Linked DNA regions of Mus musculus: region 1 is linked to region 2. The links are chromatin contacts, called in public Micro-C maps. All regions are on one chromosome and are shown on one strand. Each heading gives the region's core, a stretch centred on a gene start, on an enhancer-like site or on the middle of the called end of the contact. The rest is flanking DNA. Distances are from core to core; before and after follow the strand shown. Region 1 overlaps Anxa4 (annexin A4). Region 2 holds the start of Gmcl1 (germ cell-less, spermatogenesis associated 1).

Region 1 (7,372 bases), core at 2,185-4,684, 38 kb before region 2:
CGTATGACGGTGAGCGCAGGCCCGGGAATGTCACAAGCTACATTTACAGAGTCTGCTATAATAACACCTGTTGGGTCCTATTTGAAGCTTATTCCTGGGGAAACTGAGGTAAGACATTTAACAAGGTAAAGATTGAGCTAACATGCAGGGTTTTTCTGACAACCACCTAGGCCATGTTGACTCTTTTTTGCTTTGACCAAATGAATATTTTAAACTTTGCTTCTTAATACAGCATAAGACTTATCTCAGTCAGTTTCTGTTACTGTGGCAGTCTCAGTCTCTTTCTGTTGATTTCACACAGGACAGAGGAAGCTAGGCTTAGCAGCTCATGCCTGAAATCCCAACCCTTAGACGGACGAAGCAGGACTGACCAGAGTTTGAGGTCAGGGTGGACTCCATATTCTGTGCATGCCTGGGCTCTAAAATGAGATGCCCCCTCCCCCACTCACTAAAACAAATTAAAAAAAAAAAAAAAAAAAAAAAAACAAGAAAACTAGCAAACTCAGACCAAACAGGACGAAGTCAGGGCTTTATCCGAGTCTGGCTATGAGCTGACTGTTGATCTGAGGTTACACGGTGTCACTAAACCTCAATTTTTGTCTTAGGTGATAAGAAAGATGAGGAAGAATCCTCAGGCTGTCAGGAACATGACATGAGTTCAGATGACATAGAAAGCCTGTGTGCTCTTTGTCCCCAAGGCTCCCTCTGCTGCTTAGATAGTGGAGACTTTCTATGGAGTCTGAACCTTGATAGAAGTGTGAGGAGAGCGGAGATGGGGGCGGGATGTTTTAAAATCATATATAAAACAATGGCTTCTCAGTCTGTTAGCCAAGGTTAAGTGTAAGCTGTATGTGAAATGTGTGTCTTGGGGGTTGCAGATAATACTGTTATTGTTTCCCATGGCGCTATAAGTAAGTATACGTTTTAGAAAAATATTGTGTGGGGACCTTAAATGCCTTCCTCAGTTGCTCTCTACTGTATTTATTGAGACAGTCTCTCTCTGTCTCTCTTCTTTGTCTCGCTCTGTGTCTTCCTTTGTCTCTGTCTGTCTATCTGTCTGTCTGTCTTTTGCTCTCTTTCTCTTTCAACCTGCAGCTTGCTGCTTCCCAGTGGTCTGGCTAGCCAGCTTGCCCTGGGAATCCCTGTCTCTGTCTCCAGAGAGCTGGAATTAGGGACAGACTGCCATGCCCACAGGACTTCTGTATGGGTTCTAGAAATCTGAACTCCAGTCTTCAGGTTTGCATGACAACTCTTTGTCCACTGATCCATCTCCTTATCCAAGTTTTCCTGTTTGTTAAAGTGTCTGCCTGCTGGAGGGGCATCAGCACCTAGGACTGCATCTGGGTCTGTGGGCACCTAACTCGGACTCCACCTGGAACAATGACCTCAGTAGGCTTCACTCAATGCAGGTGTTGAACTCAGGACTTCTGGAAGAAGAGTCAGTGCTCTTCATTGCCGAGCCATCTATCCAGCCTCAATTCGGGTGTTTTTACATTCACATTACATAACTTATACATCCTGCCTTTGATGAAAGGTTGGGAAATGACTGTGTCCCCAACTCAAACCCCATCACTCCAACAAAACTTGCCTTATGAAAGACATAAGTTCCAAGAAAAAGAGTAGACACTCACTGTTACTTTCCAATGTCATTGGCAGTTTCGAAAGCCTTCCTACTTGGGTGTGGCCCACCCACACCCTCCGCTAACCCCAGGGACCAGAAGTTAAATCTGTCCCTGCTGGATGTAAAATGAAACTGTGTTCCAGCGAAGAGTGAGTCACTCACATGTGACTCCAGAGACTCAAGAATATTCCAGAGTTAGAACAGAGTACAAAGAAGTCCATGCCCGAAAACGACTCAGGTTGCCTGTCCTGGGGTGTGGGTCAGTGTCTGGAATCGGAGTGGAGGTCCCAGGGTTAAGGTGGGGTCTCATAGATACTGTATTCACCAGAAGTTCTGCCCTCGTGATAAATATGACACCCGAGTCAGCATTCAGCTCAGTGCAGTGACACTGCATTGACAGGGACACAGTATGGCCACTAGTGGGGTTGTGCACATTAACCCTTCCAGATGGCAACTTGGGAAAAGAGAGAGATGTGTCCATGACCTCCCAATATTTCCTTGTGAATCCCCGTTGTGAATTATTTTTGTAGATGTATGTAATCTTTCACGAAGCAGGTGACTCACTGACAGCTGAATTTCCTTCCTGATACTGCAGTTCATGTCAGTCTCATATAAACATTCTCCCAGTCGCTCTAAAACAGTATGTTTTCTTTTTAAGACAGTCTCAATGTGTAGCCCAGTCTACCCTCGGAGATCCTTCCACCTCACCCACCCAAGTGCTGAAATTACAGGTGTGCACTACCACATCTGGTTTAAACTATACCTTCAAAGCTCTCCTATGCCACACCCTTTATGCACATGATATTTGCACATGATTAGGAAGCGGAAGCCACTCCACACCTGGCTCTGTGCATCCCTTGGAGTTTCAGGCGATTCTGAAAGGATGGGTCACCGCCTATTGTCACTTTTCATCTGGGACAGTCTTGATGCTATTGGGGTCATTTGACTCCCCCAGAAATGTGTTTGCAATATTTTAGAGTAAAACCTGGGGTTCCATTGCTTGTTATTTTACCCTCTTTCTGACAGCAAAGTTTTTAAAACTCCAATTTAATTTTGAGTCACTGTAAATATAGTTCAATTTAGGGAATCCTAGGCAGGCCCTCAGAGAGAAAGGTCCAAGACGTGTAAGTAGCTGAGAATGCCATTGCCATCTGTTGCACACACTGAGCACCACTGGGCAAGGAGACTTTGTAGTGAAGCTTTGGGAGGTGGGACCCTCTGGGGTTGGGAAGATGCCTATGGAGATGTGATAGTTCTGGCCCAGAACTTGAGAGCAGGCCATCGCCGAGTGGAAGGCAGGCAGAGCGTGAGGCAGCCGGAGCATGAGGCAGCGCGTCACTCAGAATCCGCAGTCAGGAAGCAGAGAGAGATGAACACTGGTACTCAGCTCACAGTCTCCGTTTCACTCAGCCCAGGATCCCAGCCCAAGGGATAGAGCTGTCCACAGTCAGGATGCATCCTCCCCTCACTCAGTGCAGCCTGGAAACTCTCGCACAGGTGTGCTCAGACGTTTGCCTCCAAGGTGACTCTAGATCCTGACAGTCAGTGTTAAGCACCAAACTTGACTGTCTGCTCTTCTTCCCCCTTGTTATTCCCAAGAGCCAAAGTGGCCTTGCTAGGAGCCTAACACTGTTAGAAAGCAGGCTGGTGGGCTAATTTCACACACATTATCCACAGCCATGAAATGGACTTAAAAGGCATGTCTGAGACTCTGCCCTTGTTTTCTATCTTAGTAAAGTATTCCTGACTCCTTGAGGGTAGGGTTCCAGAGGTGTGGCTCTAGCAGTCTCCCCACTTCCTGTGGAGTAGGAAGAAGCAGTGGAAAAGGTTTCTAGTTCAGGTCCTCCCCTTTTGGAAGGTGTCCTTCTTCCCTGCCCCCTCACTTGATGTTTCTTCCTAACTTACGTGGTAGCAGCAGCAGCTGGGCTGAACTGGCAGAATCACTCTTTGGAAGGGAGGGAGGCACTTCTGGATGCCTCGGGTGGCACGCAACAGGGAGGGTGGCAGGAGACTCTGCTCGTGACTTGGTTTTGCCTTCATCTATACTTGTTTCATTCACCTTATTATTATTTTTTTTTTACTTTTAACTACATATTTATTTGTTTGTTTTGACCATTTGATGTGTTTGTGTATGGGCACACATGTGCGGTAAGTGTGGCGATCAGAAGCCACCTCATGGGAATTCGTTCTTCCCTTTGGTCATATGTGTCCCAGGGATCAAACCGAGGTCTCGAGGCTTGGCAGCAAGCCCCTTCATCTGCTGAGCCTTCTTGCTAGCACTCACTCGCCTTATTGTTAAATAATCTCTGAGAAATGTGCTTCTAGGCTGGGGATATAGCTCAGTTGGTAGAGTGAGTGCTTGGCTAACATTCATGAAACTCTGGGTTTAATCTCCAGGACTCATAAATTAATCACAGTGGTGCATGCCTGTAATCCCAGCATGTCAGAGGAGGCAGGAGCATCAGAAGTTCAAAACCATCCCAAACTGCATATGGAGTTTAAGGCCAGCCTGGGCTAAAAACCCTGAGTTTAAATAGAAGGGACATGTGGTCTCTTTTGTCCTCCTAGAAGCAGGGGCTCAGCTTGGTGATTGGCATATGGGAGGGTGACTGTCCCAGGTACAATGAAGCCAGGCTCATGTGGCTTTCATACCCAGGACTTAGTGCGTGCTGTCAGTGAGTTGCAGAGTAGTAGCTGTGCTCTTTGCTGTGTTCTGTTAGTATTTACATGGAGAGAACAAGTGTCCCTCCAGGTAATCAGGCCTCACGGTGGGTTCTCTGCAGCCCACTGACACGATGAACTTGTTCTCAGCGTCAGCGGGTTCTTGGCCCTGCCCCCCTCCTCCATGTTAAGTCTGTGGAGCAGAGTTCTCCTTAATGCTTCATCCATCCAAGAGAACCTTTCCCCAGAGGTGGCTCTGTGGTCACAGCCAAAGCTGATTCATAGTCTAATTCTTTAATTCAGTAGCTCCCTGTGTGTGTGTGTGTGTGTGTGTGTGTGTGTGTGTGTGTGTGTGTGTGTGTGATTCATGTGGAGGCCAGAAGACAAATTCTTGTGTTATTCCTCAGGTACGGTGTACCCCTTTTTTGAGACAGGTTTTCTCGTTGGCTTTGTAGAATAGGCTCGCCAACAATTAAGCGCAGGCATCTGCCTGTCTCTGCCACCCTAGTGCTGAGCTTACAGTGAACACCTCTTTATGTGTGAGCTCTGGGGACTGAGCTCAGCCCTTGTGCTTGTCTTGTGTCTCCTCAGAGCTCTCACTTTTGTTTGTTTGTTTGATTGATTGATTGATTTTAACAAGATCTCATGTAACCCAGGCTGGCCTCGAATTCCTCATATCTGGTGTCATGCCCTGCAGAAGGATGTTAGTACGGCCAACAGTCCTATAACAAGAAGTTTAACACACACACACACACACACACACACACACAAGCTTAACACGTTTATTTAATTAAAGTTATATACAAGATTCAAGTCTTCATCAATGAAGACCCTGAACCCCAACGAAAATTCTGAGGACTCTGAGGTTTCCTTTTCTTTCCTCGTCTCTTCTTTTCTTTTCTTTTGCTAAAGACAGAGTCCCACTGTGTAGCCCTGGCTGGCCTAGAACTCACTATGTAGGCCAAGTTGGTTTCAAACCCAGTCATGCCTGCCTCTGCCGCCTAAGCATTAGGGTTAAAGCTATATGCCGCCATACCAGGCCTGAGGAAAGTTCTGGTTTTCTATTTAGGTTCCATGGAGAATGGATGGGTGTTTAGAAACACAGCTAACTGGGCAGAAGGCTTGACCCTGTGACACATACCTGAGGGTGTCACATTCCTTTCTCTGGAGTGTGGTGCAAGAGCCACCTGTGAGGACACTCACGTGATTTACTCTGAAATAAGACAAGCAAGAGAGCTTCCTACACAGAAATACAGGAAAAGGTTGACTCAACACTCCAGACCCCATGGCTTACTTGGCGGTGGGAAGGAGAAGGGCTTTGGTGTGTGTGTGTGGGGGGGGGGTGTCTAGAAGGTTTGCATGACTGACTTTGGGAATCTCAAGCTGGGAAGGGCCAAGAGGGTGGGAGAAGGCTAGAGAGACCGGGCTCTGAGAATGTTTCTGAGAGCCCACAGTTAGGGGAACTCAGCCCAGCAGTTGAGTGTCAGCCTCTAGATGTGTGTGTGTGTGTGTGTGTGTGTGTGTGTAGGGGTTCCCACCCCAAGCAATTCCTCAGTTCTTTCTTGGCTCCAAATAGGAACTCTATACCTTAACCCACTTCCAATACTGTTAAGGGCTAAAGACTCTATCCCAAAATACTGCCCAGTTCATGTATCACCTTCTAGTCCAGGAAATACTTCTGGCCCACAGGCAATAAACCAAGGGATCCCATAGCTCCCGTGTGTTTGACTGTGGGAATGGCTTGCAGAACTCAGGCCAAGAGTTTGCTGAATGAATCATGAGCACTTTATAAAAGATGAACCTCAGAAGCAGGCACAGAGGGCAGGCATAAGGGAAGGGACAGAAGTTCCCATGATCCCTTGCTCCCTTCCCTTGTGTGGGTGTCTTATTATGGCCACACTAGTTCATTTCTGCCTCAGAGTGTTCGCACACCTGTTCCCTCCACTTGGAAGAGTCTCTGTTGGAACTGGAGCAGCTGCCTGTGCCCTGCATTGAATCTTCATTCAGCTGAGCTGGGCATGTAGCTCAGTGGGTAGGACATGCACCCAGCATTCACTCAGCCTGGAGTTTAACCCTCAGTACTCGATAAACAGATAAACGGGGCATGGGCATGTGTGGTGTTGCAGGCCAGTAATCCCAGCACTCAGGAAGTAGAGCCAGGAGGGTAAATTTGAAAAAAAAAATTTATGTATGTATATATATATATGTGTGTGTGTGTGTGTGTGTGTGTGTATATGTGTGTATATATATATATATATATATATATATATATATATATATATATAGATAGAGAGAGAGAGAGAGAGAGAGAGAGAGTGTTAGTTCAAGGCCAGCCTGAGTGCTTCCTTCAGCTTGGATGGCCTTTCCTCAGAGGTGCGTCTGGGCTATGCTATCGGGATCTGCTCCTTCCTGGTACCCAGATCATAACAGCATCTCTGTTAAAGACAAAATAGCAATAGTCCAAGCTCTATGGAACCTGAGAGGCTTTGCTTATGATCCTGGAGCCAGCCCAGAGCACAGACCAAAGGCGACCAGATGCCCACTCTGCAGCACCAGGTTCCTTAAAACCAGAAGAAAGTAAAGCAGGGGATGACAGGAAAGGGAAGTGGGATACAAGAGACAACCTGGCTGGTCACAGCTCTCATCTGTCTTATCAGAAGATGGGTAGAACAGCTGCTGCTTGTGATTGGCTGAGAGTCAGCAGCTTGTTACAAGAGTAGGGTTGGTCACACTTCACTATGGAGAACGGTACCTTGAAGCCAAGTGTGAGATGTTAGACAGACTTGTTCTCATTGAAATTTGAATTTCACACAATTGTTGCATACCAGGATTATGTCATCTTCCTCCTCTTCCCTCTCCCGCTCTCCCCCCTTCTTCTCCTTCTCTTCCTCCTCCTTCTCTACTTTGGCAATTGTTTGAAAACCACTACAGAGGCATAGGCAGAGGCAGAGGCAGAATCAGACCTTCCATCTCACGAGTTTGCTGATCTCTGCTCTGTATTATTTTCCCTGTTGTATTGTTATCTTACCAACATCTGAAACCATCTTTATTTCCTGTCTATCCTGGTTGCCCATAAGCTCACTGAAGGAA
Region 2 (7,281 bases), core at 1,006-3,505:
AGTTTTACCATTACGTGGTGTCTTAGCCAAAATTTTAAGAACAGTGTTTTGTGGCTGAGTGCTTTCAGTGGGCTGTTTTTCTTATCCTTAGGTATAAGTTCAGGGGGAGGGTAGAAAGTCACAATTTTCTGCTCACTCTTGGCTTTTCAGAAGTCCTACTGTGTAGCTAGCTCCTCTAGGCCCCAAAATAATGTCATCTCAGTCATCAACATAATAAGCCAAAGTTCCAAGTGTAGTCTGAGGTTTCTTTCCTCAGTCAGTTCTGGCCTCAATGGGATGCTGGCTTGGGGAAGGGAAGTCAGGGCAGGGGACGAGGGCAGGGGACTGGAATGGGGGGAGGGCACTTCTCTTTTTCTCCATCATCCCTGCTTGTAGCAACAGTGAGAAGAGCAGAGGGGATCAGGTCAGTTCTTGCACTGCCCTTGCTCTGAGGGTGGAGGCTAAGTCCTATGTGGCTGTGGCAGGCTCTTACAGACATTGCCATGGCTCTCCTCAGTATCCAGGGAGCCATTCACCTGCGCTTCCTTAGACAAGACCAATATGGATGTTTTACCCTCTAGGAATTTAGTGACACATGAAGCCACCATGTTACAGTCTAGCTTGTGCATACGCCAAGGCCTCTTTGTTTTTGTTTTTTGTTTTGGTTTTTCAAGACAGGGTTTCTCTGTATAGCCCTGACTGTCCTGGAACTCACTCTGTAGACCAGGCTGGCCTCGAACTCAAAAATCCGCCTGCCTCTGCCTCCCGAGTGCTGGGACAATGTTTTAAGATGACCTCACGTATGTTTCATATTATGTACATTCCTGCGTGTCCCCTGCAGCCACCGTAGTTCTCTTCCTCCCACTTCTCCTTCAACCAGCCTCAGCTACACACCCTCAGAATTTCTCAAACATGAGAAATTCCTCAGTGGCTCACAAAGGACATATACTGCTATAACGGAGTGCAAATGGTGAATTGATGCAGTCAGTTCCGGGGGGGGGGGGGCGAAAAACTGGCAAGAACTCGTAAAGTTGAAAATTTCCCAAGAGCCCGTTTCTGGGATCTGCCTGATGAAGCTTTTGCGAGTGGTGTTCCTGAAAGAGCATCTACGTAGAAATAACTGAAACCCCTTGGCAAGGGAGTAGGCAAATGATGTGTCTAACAATGAGCAGTGACAATAACTAGAGATTCCATTCAAAGTATAGTTTTAGGAGAGGAGAAATCATAGGTTTGGGATGGTCCAATTCCATTTAAATTACATGTCTGAATGTGCAGCAGAAGAGTGGTTATACGTGTAAAGACATGCATAGAAATGGCACAGAGAGGGAGAGGCTGGAAACTGAGAATTAGTACACAAGGGGTTTCTCATTCCCCACTATATATCAATAAAGCTAAAGGGGAGTGAATCAAAGTAAGTGTGATAGAATTCCAAGCCAGTAGTAGGTCCACAGGTACTTGTATTGCTCTGTTTGAAACATTCTATTATAAACATTTTACTTTGAAAGGTATAAAAGGCAGGTATGGTAGCTCAGTGCCTCAACTCCTAGCACTTAGAGGCTGAGATAGGCGGACTTCTGAGAGTTCCAGGGAAGCCTTGGGCTTCAGAGTGACACTTTTCCTTGAAGAAAATTTAAAAAAAAAAAAAAATCGAGGGCCAGGGATGTAGCTTAGTTGGTAGAATGTTTGCTTAGCATTCAAGAAGCCCTGCATCTGATACTCAGCATTTCAGGTCCACGAAGGTGATGTGACACATACATGGCTGTAATCCCAGCTTTCAGGGGGTAGAAACAGGAGATCAAGAGTTCAAGAGCATCCTATACAGTGAGTCGAAGTATGTAGTACGAGACACTGACACAATAAAATAATAATTAAATCAAAACAAGGCAGCAGAAGGAAGGCAAGACCTGGAGGCTAGCTGAGGCTCCAGACTGAACCCGGTCAACACAGCTGGGTGACGGTCATCTATCTAACCGGGCCAGTCGGGTCCTAGAGCCCTGGAAGCAAAGGCCATGTTGGCAAGTCCGTCCTCTTATTAACCGTACAGGGCTGGATGAGACCCCGGAATCGAGGAAGCTTACGGGAAGAACCAGCGACAGAGATCCCGAGATCTGTTAGGCATAAGCACACAGTGCCCACGCCCCTCCGTTGAAGCCGGAACCGCGGAAGTCAGACACGCACCGGGGCTGAGCGCCGCAGGGACGGGCCAGCAGCCTGCGCATGCGCAACCTGCAGCGCAGGCTCCGTCCTCCCGCCCCGCCTTTTCCGGAGGCTCGCCTTGCGCCTGCGCCCTGCGGCGCGCGCTTTGTTGGGAGAAGGAGGGGGCGAGGTCTAGCGAAGCCGGTCCGCTGAGGCGCTACGGGCGGGGCTGAGGATGGAGGTGACTGCGTTCGCGGCGACGGTTGGGGCTGCGCGCGAGGCGGCAGCGGAGTAGGCGGTGGAGATACGGGCATGGCGGGGCGGCCCCTCGGTGCTCCCTAGGCGCCGGAGCCATGGGCGCTCTCAGCAGCCGGGTGCTGCGGCCCGCAGGGCGCACAGAGCAGCCCGAACCCACGCCCGGGGCTGGGGGCGCGGCCCGCAGGTCGGACGCCGGCGAAGATGCGGGCCACAGCTTCTGTTACTGTCCGGGCGGCCGCAAGCGCAAGCGCAGCAGCGGCACATTCTGCTACTGTCACCCCGACTCCGAGACAGACGACGACGAGGACGAGGGCGACGAGCAGCAGAGGCTGCTGAACACGCCGCGCAGGTACGGAACGCCCCGCACCTTGGGGGGCCTGACCCCGGTGTCCTTGACAGGAGAGCGCGGGAGGGTCGGTGCGGGAGGTGAGTGCCCGCGGAGCAGATGGGAGCTGGGCGTTTGCAGACAGACCTAGGTCAGTGCGGGAGCGGGCGCGTGCCGGGCAGACCTGGGGTCAGTGCGGGAGCTGGGCATTAGCAGACAGACCTGGGTCAGTGTAGGGTCTGGGAGTTTGCAGATAGACCTGGGTTAATACGGGAGCTCGCGCGTGTTGGGTGGACCTGGGATCAGTGCGGGAGCTAGAAAGCTTAGGGTTCTGCACATTAAACAGAAGCTTCCTGAGTGTCAGAGCCTCAACCTGAGCCTAAAAGGACTAGCCAGAGCTTCCGCGTCCCTTCCGTAGCAGGCGTTTGCTTTTTGAATAGGATAGCCACGGGAAATTTTACTGTGCATCACTAGCCATAAATCAGTAAAGAGAGGAGCATAGTAGTCCCTGAGATGGACATCTCTCTGTGTTGTCACTAGAGGGACCAGTGATGGAGATTCGCCCAGTTAAGAACAAAGTCTGCTTGTTGAGGTGGGCTGCACTCTGTGTAGGTTGCATAAGATTTTTTTGAGGGAAGAGTTGAAAAAAAAAAATCATTGCTTGTGAAATAGATGTGGCGTATACCAGAATATACTGTGCAGTAAGGATTTTTTTTTTCTCTTTTTAAGGTCACTGTTAGACTCACACAGATGTAATTTTTTAATGAAATTTTTAAAAAGGATCTGCTTATGGACATTGCATTTTTGTTGACAAAAAAAGTGTAGGTGAGCCGGGCGTGGTGGCGCATGCCTTTAATCCCAGCACTCCGGAGGCAGAGGCAGGCGGATTTCAGAGTTTGAGGCCAGTCTGGTCTACAGAGTGAGTTCCAGGACAGTCAGGGCTACACAGAGAAACCCTGTCTAGGAAAACCAAAAAAAAAAAAAAAAAAAAAAAAAAAAAAAAAAGTGTAGGTGGTAGAGTTGGAGCTCAGTGGTAGCGGTAAGATATGTAAATATCTTAGGTTAAAAACTAGGTTAATATAACTTTTCATTAGGGGGTGAATATATTCACAAGATGGATGTTCTAATGAGTTCCAATTCTGAATTCCTATCTGTATTCTGCACTTAATATACTCATTTTCATATGTAAAGTAGAACTATTATTGCCACCTCAAAGAGTTACGCAGATTTTGCAAGGTATTACAATCCTGCAGTAAGCCTCTGGTGGCTGAGACAAGAGCATCAAGTTGGAGGTCAGTCTGAGCCACAAAGTGACTTAAAGGCCATTCTGGGCTGTATCCAGACACCCTGGAGAGAAGAGAGAGGAAGGAAGGGCTGGGAGTGTTGAGACTCTCACAATCTGAGAGTGAGCACAAGTGCAGTGCCCCCCCCCCCCCCCCCCCCGGTTTTAAGATTTGTTTTTATTTATGAGTATGTGGATTTGTGCACATTCCTGCAAAGTCCTGGAACTGGAGTTACAGAGGTGTTGAGCTCCCTAATGTGGGTGTTGGGAATTGTACTTGGGTCCTTTGGAAGAGCAGTGTGTGCTCTTTACCACCGAGACACCTCTCAGGCCCCAGAGTGCCTGTCTTTGTGCATTTGGTATTAGAACTCTTTGATGAACAGGCTCTTATGTCATAAGACATGCATCCTTCTTCAGCCTTAGTGACTTAGCCACTCCCACTTACTTTTGGTAATTGTCTGATGCACCTTTTTAATCCTTTCCAACCTACATCCTGTATCCCATCACCCAACCACCCCTAAGATTTCCCAGCCCATATCCCAGGGCCTTATCCATTCTCCGGAAGCACTTTACTACCAAGCTGGATCTTTTCCACACCAGTACCATCTTTTCACTCTTTGCATATGCACTCATGCACAGTTGTGCTTGCATGTGGAGGCCAGAGATCAACAGTGGATCTTTCTATATTCCCCTCCACCTTACCTTTTTATGAGTCTCTTTATTAAACTGATTGGCTAGTCTAGCCAACCAACAAGGTCCGATCCTCCTGTTCCTGTCCTTCTACCTGCCCCGTTAGGATTACAGATGCTGGCAACCCCACCTGGCTTTTTTGTGGGTGTTTGTTGGTTTGTTCTTGTGTTCAGCTTTGTACTTGCAAAGCACTTTATTGGCTGAGTAATCTGCCTGGCCCTTGTTTGTGTCTTTATGTTTAAGGTTAGTATATATACAGCATATAGTTAAATCTTGCTTTTTTTAATCTAACATGACAGCTTGTGCCTTTTGATTGGTATGTAGACCATGTATATTTAATATAATTTTTGAAATATATGACAGGGAACATTTAAAAGAGAAAAACAATTATTTGAGCAAGGAAATTTTAATATAAATCATAACAAACAAAAAACAGGAAATTAACTGTCAAAGACAAAATATAATGATAAGGGATCTTTAGGAAAAAAAGTATAGGAATATGCCAGGCATTGTGGCACACAGCTATAATCCCAGCGCTCAGAGGCTGGGACAGGAGACTCATAGATTCAAGGACAGCCTAGGTTATGTCAGGTGCTTCCAGTAGAACTCTTTCTGTTTACATTGTTTCTGTTGTATATAAATCTATTTACATAAATATTGACATTTATGTTTGAGAGAGGCCTCTGCTACAGTTCATGTGCAGCAATCAAAGACAGCTCAAGGGAGTTTTCTCCTTGAACCATGTGGGTTTTAGGGTTTGAACTCAAGTCTTCAGGTTTGGTGGGTAAGGCCTTCACCTTCTGAGCCATCTCATCCCGTACACCTCCCCCTTCAGTGTCTCACTGTGCAGCTCTGGGTGGACTGGAACTCATAGAGATCTTTCTGCTTCTGATCTCCCTCCCTAGTACTGGGGTTGAAGCCAGTGCCACCATGCCTGGCCTGGCTCCCTTTTTAAAAGCTTCTTAATGTCCTAGAGTTTCTAGCTGCCTTTTTTCTTCCATTAATGAACTAATAATATCCTTTCTTCATATCTTGAGCTTTTCTCAATCTTTTGAGATACCCTAGCATAGAACCTGCTTTGAACCCTAGACCTCCTACAGAGTCCCACCCTCTCACTCCAGTCTGGGTCTCCTGCTTCTAAGGATTGTAACTGAGACTTGACCCCATCTCTATGAGGTGGTTTTCAATAGCTTCTCTCCTTTCTTTCTCGGTGAACTTCATCTTCAAGTATTTTTTCATAAGGGTGGAAAAGGGTGATGACTTTTGCTTATATGAATGTAAGTGGATACGTAGTCGCAGTTTATTCTTCCTCTAACTGATATGGTACTTTATATGACTTTCCATAAACATTGACTCCTTTTTATAGTTTTTATTTTTTAAAATTAAAATAGAATTACATCATTTCCCCCTTAAACTTTTCCCTGTACCCATCTATCTATCCCTGATGTCTTTCAAATTTATGGCCACTATTTCTTTAATTTTGAGAGTAATGTTTTTCCCCTAAATATATAATACAACCTGTGCAGTCTGTATACCATTGCTTGTGTGTATATGATTTGTAGCTGATCACTTGGTTTTGGGTAACTAATCAGGGGCCCTTCCCTGGGAAGACTATTTCTGCAGCTCTCAGCATTCCTTAGTTGCCTGTAGTTCTCATCAAGGGTTGAGGCCAGCGATGTTTTCCTCTTCCAGGTGAGAGTATAGTTGGTATCATCCTTTTCAGAGCTTGTTTAGATGGCTATGTTGTGAGACTTTATCTTTGTCGCTTCTCTGACATTTCTAGGATATAAAAATCTCTCAGCAAACTTTCTATTCTTCTAGCTCTTACAGTCTTTCTGCCCCCTCTTCCTCTTGCCTCCACCTGAGCCTTAGGTACAGAACCTGTGTTGTCAATAAACATCTACTCTTTTTAAAGAGTATTGTATTTTTATTTAATATGTGTGTGTGAACATGTGTGTACACATGCCCACGTAGAGGTCAGAGGGGAAAAATTGATGCTCCTATTCCGCCATGAATGTTCCAGACACCAGACTTGGGCGGGCCCTTAGTGTTGGCACCAGGCCCCTTTACCTGCTGAGCCTGTAATGATGCTGCTCCATCATCTTCCGGCCTAAACATGGATGACGGTTTTGGTCCTGGTCTAATTCTGTTTTATTTTTGGGTGACCATATTTTTTTCTTCTGAAATTTTGAAAGTTTTTCCTTTGGTATTTTAATGTGAGTCTTTTGACAGCTTGGTAATTGGTGAATCCTAACAATCCAGAGACTTAAATGCTTGTTTTTAAATAGCTCTTTTTTGTTCTGAGTAATCCTCTGCTACTGTGCCCCATTATCATTCCATAAGCAGAGTCATTTGAGAGTTCCAAGCATATGAATATATTTTTTTTTAAATTCTGATTTCCCTGTGTTTTAAGTTTCCCCCGGAACTCTTGCTCTCTCTTTTTATTAGCTTTTGTGTTTAATAGTATTTGTTAGTTTCAGCTGTCAGCCTGACAACCCAATGTTATTAGTGAGGGAATCTGAATTGAAACACAGACTTTATAAGATTGGAAGAACGCATGCGGGTCATTTTCTTGATTGCTAATTGATATTGAAAGGCTGTTATTAGTTGT

Evidence for each region. Hi-C and Micro-C count contacts between places; a contact is called where the count stands out from the background.
Region 1: a Micro-C map of muscle stem cells shows a contact between it and region 2, with 2.4 times the contacts expected there. The contact joins the enhancer-like site here to the promoter of Gmcl1 in region 2. A contact is called at or near these places in 1 of 39 promoter capture datasets (macrophages), 1 of 15 datasets of contacts at CTCF or cohesin (the NIH/3T3 cell line), 3 of 484 Hi-C or Micro-C datasets (bone marrow-derived macrophages, liver and muscle stem cells), 8 of 115 datasets of contacts at active chromatin or transcription factors (the SCID.adh cell line, bone marrow-derived macrophages, double positive thymocytes and 4 more) and 3 of 9 other capture datasets (adipose tissue, liver and pancreatic islet).

What each region holds. Positions count from the first base shown.
Region 1 is chr6:86,767,238-86,774,609 of GRCm38.p6, reverse strand. All of the region lies in intron 1 of Anxa4 (annexin A4), which reads left to right. Among named protein-coding and RNA genes, the nearest start is that of Anxa4, 23 kb to the left of the region's middle. Within about 2 kb of position 3,434, at least 15 of the 459 cell types and tissues checked have an H3K27ac peak or open chromatin away from gene starts, as enhancers often do. A contact at or near this core is called in muscle stem cells and pancreatic cancer cells, where this site is marked.
Region 2 is chr6:86,728,352-86,735,632 of GRCm38.p6, reverse strand. Gmcl1 (germ cell-less, spermatogenesis associated 1) reads left to right here and starts at 2,255. Exons shown (of 14, transcript NM_011818.3): 1 at 2,255-2,722. The coding sequence starts at 2,469.